Regions from separate parts of the Mus musculus genome. Here regions 1 and 3 are each linked to region 2. Evidence: chromatin contacts called from public HiChIP or PLAC-seq data. All regions are on one chromosome and are shown on one strand. The core of a region is the stretch at or near the end of the contact, and the rest is flanking DNA. Distances in the headings are between cores, read along the strand shown. Region 1 overlaps 4930568G15Rik (RIKEN cDNA 4930568G15 gene). Region 2 overlaps Nme7 (NME/NM23 family member 7). Region 3 has its middle 29 kb from the start of 4930568G15Rik.

What was found. HiChIP or PLAC-seq counts read pairs in DNA pulled down with a chosen protein or histone mark.
Region 1: an H3K27ac HiChIP or PLAC-seq map of VIP interneurons shows a contact between it and region 2, with 5 times the contacts expected there. The contact joins two enhancer-like sites. A contact is called at or near these places in 3 of 115 datasets of contacts at active chromatin or transcription factors (SST interneurons, VIP interneurons and large pre-B cells).
Region 3: a contact with region 2 is called in an H3K27ac HiChIP or PLAC-seq map of VIP interneurons, with 15 times the contacts expected there. The contact joins two enhancer-like sites. A contact is called at or near these places in 1 of 15 datasets of contacts at CTCF or cohesin (large pre-B cells), 19 of 484 Hi-C or Micro-C datasets (bone marrow-derived macrophages, cerebellar granule neurons, cerebral cortex and 10 more), 5 of 115 datasets of contacts at active chromatin or transcription factors (VIP interneurons, embryonic basal ganglia, embryonic hindbrain and 2 more) and 1 of 9 other capture datasets (embryonic stem cells).

What each region holds. Positions count from the first base shown.
Region 1 is chr1:165,074,153-165,077,118 of GRCm38.p6, reverse strand. The region is part of intron 1 of 4930568G15Rik (RIKEN cDNA 4930568G15 gene); the gene reads left to right. Among named protein-coding and RNA genes, the nearest start is that of Gm51669, 15 kb to the right of the region's middle. Within about 2 kb of position 1,313, at least 121 of the 459 cell types and tissues checked have an H3K27ac peak or open chromatin away from gene starts, as enhancers often do. A contact at or near this core is called in VIP interneurons, where this site is marked.
Region 2 is chr1:164,433,099-164,435,798 of GRCm38.p6, reverse strand. All of the region lies in intron 13 of Nme7 (NME/NM23 family member 7), which reads right to left. Among named protein-coding and RNA genes, the nearest start is that of Gm39690, 16 kb to the right of the region's middle. Within about 2 kb of position 1,393, at least 15 of the 459 cell types and tissues checked have an H3K27ac peak or open chromatin away from gene starts, as enhancers often do. A contact at or near this core is called in VIP interneurons, where this site is marked.
Region 3 is chr1:165,119,110-165,122,033 of GRCm38.p6, reverse strand. No RefSeq gene overlaps it. Among named protein-coding and RNA genes, the nearest start is that of 4930568G15Rik, 29 kb to the right of the region's middle. Within about 2 kb of position 1,468, at least 36 of the 459 cell types and tissues checked have an H3K27ac peak or open chromatin away from gene starts, as enhancers often do. A contact at or near this core is called in VIP interneurons, where this site is marked.

The DNA of each region.
Region 1 (2,966 bases), core at 64-2,563, 640 kb before region 2:
TCATTGGGCTTTTTGTTTTCTGTTTTCGACATCTAAAATATGTGGCAGATGATATCTGCCCAGCCGGCAAACAGGACTGTAGGGAGGCTCACATGAGTACGTCAATACCTTGGCTTTAGATGGAGGTGCTTGGAAAATACAGGGCACATAAAAACCGCTTCAGGCTGACATGTCATCCAGGCTGTTTGAAGGAGGAGCAATGTGCTTTTGGAAATGCCACCTACAGGGATACAGTGGCACATGAGATATCAGGAAGTGGAGAAGAGTTCTGGTCCAGAATGGCAGCTGAGGCTACCATCCATATGCTATATAACTGTTCTTAGTCTCATTTTCTTCATCTGTAAAATGGGAATTATAAAATCATTGATGTGATGAGAACATGTATGGAATGTGCGTGTCCTGACTGATAACGGCATACGAAGGACGTGGCGCTTCTTTCATTTTTGTGCTACCAGCTGACCATGTATATATGAAACTCAGATCTGTTCTTTTGGGAGGGGGCAGGTTACAAGACTGAATGATAGAAAACACAAAAGTTATGGCAATTTCTGACTTTGTCGTATTATATAGCTACTGCCATATCTGTAGTGTAGAAGTGACCTTAGAAATGGATTTACCTCATTCAGAGGGAGGTTTAAAAACAAAACAAAACAAAACAAAATGCAGTCATCTGTCCACTTGTTGCTCAACAAACTTCTGATTATTTAATATGTGCAGGCTGATGAGGTAGGCCAGAAGATAAGGATACCTGATGTATAGGAAAAATGACGGTCCTCATTTGCTTTCGTGGGGAAAACACACAAATAATTACATTCACATATTTGATGCAGTCACAAATGCCAAGGGTGAGGTGGGGGAGGAGATAAAACAGGCACAGGAATGATGCGTGGACCATTGAGCACCATCTTCTGCTCTGAATCTGAGAGCACAGGCTGAAGGGCACTGGACCGACCTCTGGGGCTGCTTCACATCCAGACATCCATTTCTGCTCAGAGAAATGTAACAAAGATGGCTATATATCTACCCTGGCAAACTGGAGGTGGTGAGGTCTGGTAGCTGCAGTCCCTGGGCTTGTCACTAGGATAACAGGTGACAGTCCCCTCCTCTGCCTGTTCCTGCCCCTCCTTGGCTGCCTCTCTGTGGTTAGGATGGAGACTGCAGAGATGGAGACAGCTGGATATGCATAAAGTCTGGCTCAGAACATTTAAAATGCAGACCTCGTTTGGCAGGGATTTCTGTGACTCGGGTCTATTATCTTCACAGCTCACGGCTTCATGGGACATTTGTGCAGATGAAATTGATCAGCAGCAGAAGGAAAATAGCTGTTGCCTAGGCAACCAGCTGATGACTCATTGGGCTTTGAGGCAGCTAAAGCCCTGAGACTGCAGTAATTTTCCAGATGCTTAACCTTCCCTCCCCACTCTTCTGCTCTTGCTCTCCACCCATCATTGCTTTCTCTGCATCTCCTCCCCAAGTTCCCTTCACACTGGAGGCTGCCCACCTGGACCTGGTCCCCTTACAGATATTGCAGGTCCCATTTCTCCACCCATCTACGGCTTGATGCACCCGTGATGGTGTCTAGCAGTGGCCAGGCTGCAAACAGTTTGAGGTCACAGAGCTCCTAAGAAGCCACAGTTTGTTCTTGGTGTTTTGGTCATGAGCCTAGCCTTTATAAGACTGAGCCATCTCTCCAGCCAGGCCACTGTTTGCTTTTTTTTTCATCAGAAAGCCCTCCAGCCAGGCAGTTCCTTGGCTTCTCTGCTACTGTAGCCTGAACCAATTCAATTTGTCTCAGTGATCTGCAATGTGTTTCTCCAGAGGCAGTTGCCCCCGAAGACTCTACACAAAACCAGGGAAATGGTGTTTAGAGCTCATCTTCCATGTGTGCGCTTCTCCCCTTCAGGGTTTCTACTCCCCCTGTCCTGTCTTTTTCTCTACCCTTGAGCTAGAGTCTGATTTTCCAGACCCTTCTTAGTTATCTATCCTAATCCTCTTCAAATATAGTGACAGATGCTTGCTTAAGTATTCCCCTTCCTAAGGCATTTAAATTTTAATAAAAGTTTTTCAGAGGCAAATTATTTAAAGACTCCCCAAGGAAAAATATTCTAAATGGCCCTTTGGATACAGGTTTAAGGAAAGGACTTGGGTAGCAGGCACATTGAGAGAGGACGCTTTCCACTGTTTTGTAATACTTAGGTTACTTCTGACTTTGATTTAGAAACTTTATATTGAACATCAGTTGGTGCCTCACTTTTGTGTCCCACTCTTGTCTCTGCATATGTACTCCAGCCCCACACATGCATGTAAAAACGTATGTACATACACATATACATTCATACATACATGCATGCACACAAACAGACACACACCCACACCACACTACTAGCAGTGAGTAAAAAAAACAATCCTCCCTCCGTGGCTGTGGTCTGAAAAAAGCCCTTATTTCTTGTATGTCCACTGACTTTTCCCTGTTGGATGGGTGGCAAGCATCTACCACCGGCTGAGCACAGTGAGACTGGGATACCTACATGCTCTGCTTGGATGGTAAGACCCTGGGCTGCCCTGTGCCTTTCAACTTAAACTGATGGTATAACTGGAGTTTTCAGGGTAAAAGCCTAGGTTCAGGCAGATCCAATATGTTAGGTTTGCTCACATGCCCTCAGTACACCAACTAAACAGACAAATAATGTCTAGAAGCAGAGAAAAGAGACTTATGCATTGTGTCCACATTGTGAAGAATAGATAAAAGGGCCCAGAGAGTCTAAGTCTATAGGATATTGCAAAGGAGATGTATGTTAAGGGTACATGTATATATAATTAAGCAGTCCAGATCTAGGTGTGGTCTTGATCAGTGTCTCAGCCTTGGTCCAGCAAGGAGATCTGAAAGAAGTCCTTATTGCTTGAGGGGACACAGTGGTTTTAGGAGGTGATTACTTGTGTTTTAAGGTGCAAGTTCATCCTTTTGG
Region 2 (2,700 bases), core at 144-2,643:
GCTATTCAAGGGTCATAGTGTTGGTGAGACAAACCTACTGGTTTCACAGACCCTGTGTCCCCAATACTCGAGCTGCTGCACAGGCACACAGCAATTTACCTATTCCTTCCTTCCAGTTTCTCTCCCAATCTTGTTTCCCACAACCTCTCCAGCACTCCCCACCTGGGATGCTCAGCACAGTACCAGCTAGGAGCCTTGTGAATGTCCTTGGCATTCTTTGACTTAACATCCACTTGACTGCCCATTATATACCGACTTTATCAAGCATCCTTTCAGCCAGAACAGGGTCAAGCCTCCAAAGCAGAAGCCCTCTGCAGCAACACGTTAGTATTAAGTGCTCGCTTATTCAAGGCGGTTTTCCTTCCATACACTCATTGTAGATTTTTTGTCATGTCCACATTTGTGTATTCTAACCACTTCTTGGGTGTGTGCAGAGAGAGCCACCACCTACCTCCTATAAATAGCATGATTGTTCTGTTTGTCTAGATCTAGCCAGTCAGACACAAAAAGAAGGGAACGAGGTTTTCAAAGGCAGTGTTAATCAAAGATAGGCCGGCACTGAAATAATAAGGAGAAGGCTCTTTCCATCCGTCAGAGCCCCCGATGTGTTAGCCTGTCCAAATCCCAGGTTAATAATAAATGGAGGCAGGTTTGTTTTTAGTAAGGGTATTATGTAATTAGAATTTAATGATCTTTAACTTCCATTGTATTGATTATCTTCAGCTAAGAACAAGGAAGAGTAGTTTTCCATCTATGGCCTTAAAACACTCATGTAGAGTAGAAAATATATTTAAAGGAAAATGCTACAAATATTTCAAGTAGCAGTTAACTATGGTAGACACCTTGAAAGTGAAAATGGCGTCCCAAAGTGGGACAGAAACCAGTGTTTCGGTCACGTACCTGTTTGGGAAAACCTGAATTTGAACTCCATCGGTTCTAGAACAATAGCATGCTCTGCTCCAGCTGTACTTATTACCAAATGACTGCCCAACTTTAATTAAAAATGTTATCAGCGATCACAGACAAAAGCCCAGTTATTAGAATCTTTCTAACCCAGCAGTAGCTCACACTGGCTCTTAAAGGATTAGTAACACTTTCCATTACATGAATATACTGCCCACAGTTGAGAATCAAATGGGGCGACCTGATTCTCCAAAGAGAGTTCAAGAGTGCTCTCAAACAAATAAGTAAAGAGAAAAATTCAACAGAGGAAACCTGGCCTTCTCTTCTGTAAGAGGGGCTAGCTTTAGGCATACATGGTACTTTATTCCTGGGTTTCACGCTGGGAAACAGGAGAAATAACCACGTGGGAGCTCCCGTTAGCATCACATCCGACCTAGTGAGAGATGAGTACAGCTGCAGCACAAGCCCAGGATCTTGGTTCATTTTTCTCTGAGTCCATTCTGTGGGGCTGATTCCAGATCACTCAGCCATTTTATTTAATCAGCAGTGAATTTAGTATTCTAAAGGGCGTGTTGCAACTATCACATTTACAGCTTGCTCCACCGCAGAGCCCAGTATAAATGTGGATAGATAAGATCAGGAGTCCTACAGGCAGCCTGTTGTTTCCAAGGGCTGGCTCCAATATGGGCCACGGAGGAGGCGGCATGGGGAATCTGACACTCCGGCACAGCTCCTAATGGGGTTTTATTGGGCCTGTCTTTTGGGTTAAGTGTTGCGGATTGCTTCCATTCCCTTGACTGGAACATATTACCTGTCAATACTCTTTGATGTCTGTAACTAGTATAGGAATGTGTAGTCATTAAATTAGTAGAGGGTGGAGTGGGGGCACAGACCAGCCCTGCAGAAAGAGGACACAGGAGCTAGTTTTGATAAGGAGTAGGATCTAAAGTGACCAGAGTTGGATCAGGCCTGGGGATTTCTCCCAAGGGAGCCTCCAGCTCTGGGATGAGACATTGGTGGGGGTTGGGGATGAACTGGAGAAAAAAAAAAAAAAACAAAACCACAATAAGAAAGTCCACAACTCCTAACCCCGTCACCTGGAGCTGGCCCTTTCTTTTCTTTGCACATTTCTTTGGGGTCTCCTACTATACTGAGCGCTGACTACTTGGAAAGGGGGCCCTCAAGGCACATAGGGTCCCCATTTTCATGAAGTGTTTGCCTTGAGATTGTAAGTCATAAATGGTTTGCTTCTATCCACACATACTTTCTTTCCTCTCACCAACCACTCACTTGACTGACACACTGTGCACGAGACACCCACAACAGTTTAAAAATGGGGAAAACTCGATCCTCACAAAGTTCATCGCCTGGAAAGAGGAAAACCCATGTGATAGAATAAAATCACAATGGTGCATCGACAGAAAGGGGCGCTCGTCAGCGGGAACAAAACACGGCATGAAGGGGTTAACGCTGTGCTTTGGTTTTGCTCTTTGCTTTGGTGGGAAGGTTAAGGTGCATGCCCTTAACTTCATTTTTAAAGACAAATTACACCTGACACCGAAACTGAGCTTGCCAAGTGGCTGCTAAGCCAGCGGACGATGATACACAACTTACTTAGACGAGTAGTCTGAAGGCTGGGTTGTCTCTCTCAATGTTAGACTTAAAGAGCCTACATCTTCACTGCCTTTAACACAGTACTGTCCAGTCATTTCATCAATTAATTCCACCTCCATGACAAACTGGTCCTGCCACTTCCTTACCAGGGAGACCCTGGCTCTCAGGTCAGGTGACCTTCCC
Region 3 (2,924 bases), core at 219-2,718, 690 kb before region 2:
AAGCCAACCTTGACCGAAGAGTGGCTAAATCATGCTGCGCCTAGCGAGGGATCATGCACACATTTCTTTTTCTCAGTTGTTGGTTGTGACTGTGATGTGACTGGGAGTTTGAACAGAAAGAAACCCTTTCCCAGCTGAACTGCTCTCTGTCAGTCTGCTTTTGTCACAGCACCAGAAATGAAGCCAGGGCATTCAGCGTCCTCAGAGTCTCTCCTGTGACACAATTTCCAGGGTTCCAGTCAACGTGGGTCCTCCCTTTTCTCTGTGCTGGTCCAGGGCTGAGTGTTGCTTGCAGACATGTTTCTTCTGTGGTTGTACTCAGTAGAACATCTACCACCATCTACAAATCTGTGAAGTCAGTTCCTTCCTCCCATTTTTAGGAGGGTTCTGGGAATTGAACTCAGATCATCAGACTTGCATTTACCCACTGAGCCATCCCACCATCCACATCTATCTCCTCCAGACACTAAGCTTTGATATTTTTGGGTGCCATTTAAGTGGACACCTCACATCCCCTCTCTGTGTGTGGTCAACCTAAACAAGACTTTCTCCAGGACTTGACTCTTAGATTCCCTGGGATAAATCTGTGGAAAAAATTTTTGAATGAAATTCTACCACATGGTACTTTATTAAACTGTAACAGCATATACCACAGCGAATATGAGAAGCCCAACTCAGTATCTTCTTACACATTAACAGAAGCACAGGCCACAGGGAAGTTCCAAGAGCAGTCCGGGCCAAAAATTACTTTCTCAAAAAAGGGAATCGGTTTATTCATTAACTCCCGGTTCGTGGTAAACCAAATTGATCCAACGTCCTGCCCCCTATCCTTCTGAGGAATGGAAGTTCATAGCTTGGTTATTAAAAGTCTGGGGGAGGTCTTGTGCGAATGTCCCTAAGCTGGGGCTCTGTGTCACAGAGGACAGCCAGTAATCCTCGGACTAATTTTCAGCGAAATCATCATCATCGTCATCGTCATCGTCATCACCATCACCAATTTCTTATTCGTGTTTGCTTTTAGGTGGTTGAGGGGGTTCTCTCCAGGCCCTCGACGGGGAAAAGTCGGGCACGGAGTCTTCGCGGTGTGCATGTCAGGGCTCGAGTGGAGACCTCTTTCTCTCCCTCTACAGCTTAGGTTTTGGAGCCGTTTGCTTTCCGCGGGAGACTGTAGGGCCTGAGAAAAAGCACACTATCTGTTCCGTGCCTCTTCCTCCCCGACGTAGTGGTCAGGGAGGGCGCCCTGTGAGGAAGCGGGTACTAGGTTTACGTGATCTAGGTAGGATCCTCTAAGATCTGCTGAACCTGGCCTGCCCTGGTGATGGGTAGCTGGGAAGGCATTAGACCCAGCTGTAAATGTGTAATTCTCACCCTTGAACCAGAGCCAACCATGTTCCTCAGAACTCTGCACAAAATCATCTATGCCCACCGCATTGCCCGCTAAGCTACCGCAGTTGCAGCCTCTAAACCGATACACACTCGCCGCCACGAGGGGGCAGCAAAAGCCCGGCTCGCCAACATCCCGCATTGCGTAAAGGCCTCCTGCTGCAGAACTTAAAAAAAAAAAAAAAAAAAAAAAAAAAAAAAAAGATAGAAAGAAAAGTGATGCAGCATAATTTTCCTTTTTAGAGAAATCACCATCCATATAAGGCTCGCAGCTTTAAGGTTGTGGAGTTAACTGGTACAGCCTGGATGAGAACTGTGTTCTGGTTTAGGTTAGGTTAAAAACAAAACAAACAAACAAACAAACAAAAAAAAAACCAAAAAACCAATAAACAGATCCCCAAAGCAAACCACCACTTCTGTATGAAGCATCTTTGGGGAGACTGTTAATTCAGTAATGGACCAGGTGCTTTACTGCTGACAATTCAGTATAGGAAAGACATGCCAGAAGCCCAGGGTGTGGCTTTCAGAGCCCCTCTCTGCCTTCTTGGCAGGGAAGAACATGAAGACTCGGCTTTGGAATTTGGAATTTGGGAGTTCTTGCCGAGACTAAGTGAATCCCAGGCAGGTGTCAGGACGAGGGGGTGGAGCAGTATTCTAATCCAGGATGAGAGGTTCTGGGGCCCCTCTGCTCCTTGGGGAGGTGGTGGGTTGAACGGATGCAAACGCCATACATAATAGCCCTGTTGCACGGCTGCCTCCCAGAGGGAGAAGAAAGGATTGGGACACAGGAAGTACAAGTCTGCTAAGGCTCTGGAAATCTGGGGTCGGCGTCCAGAGACAAAGCGGCACAGACCACCAAGTCCTTAGAAGTTGGGAGCTCCACCCTATTCATTCCCATCCCATATCATCCTTACCTCCCCCCCTCGCCCCGCCCCCACCATCCCTGCTTCCTCCCTGTATAAGCTGCTATTCCAGCAAGATTAAAAAACAAACACAAACCAAAACCCTGGTGTCAAAGTCTTTTAAGAAGCCAGGCCATGCCGGTTAAAGCTGTCACCTCACAGAAGTGTTCTTGCTGAAGACCAGTGCTTCAGCTTGCTTGATGGCTGGCTTAGTCACAGGATTCAGAGGCTCCAAGGAACCAACACAAAAGGCCTTTTGCCATGGACAGGAAGCAGGGCAGCTGCTGGCAGATGCTTCTTCTCTCTCCCATTCTCCCTCTCCTAAGGGCAGGAAAGTGCTGGAGCCCCGTTTTTCCCTCTGTATGGCTCTGTGTGGACAGCTTTCGGGGTGTCCTTGTGAAGTGGGGTGACAGTATCTGTGTTCTGAGTCCTCCCGTCTCCCTTACCTTCTCCGCATCCAGGCTGTTGGGATGAGAGAATTTAGCTTCTCGTTCTGGGTCAGCACAGCCCCCAGCCCATGCAAATCTATCTCAGACTCCTCTCTCTGGTGCAGACATCGCAGGAAGCGCCCGCTGCTTCTTCCATGATGCTTAGGGTGAGGGTGGGGTGGCGTGAGAGACTTCAAGAAGTCAAGAAAGA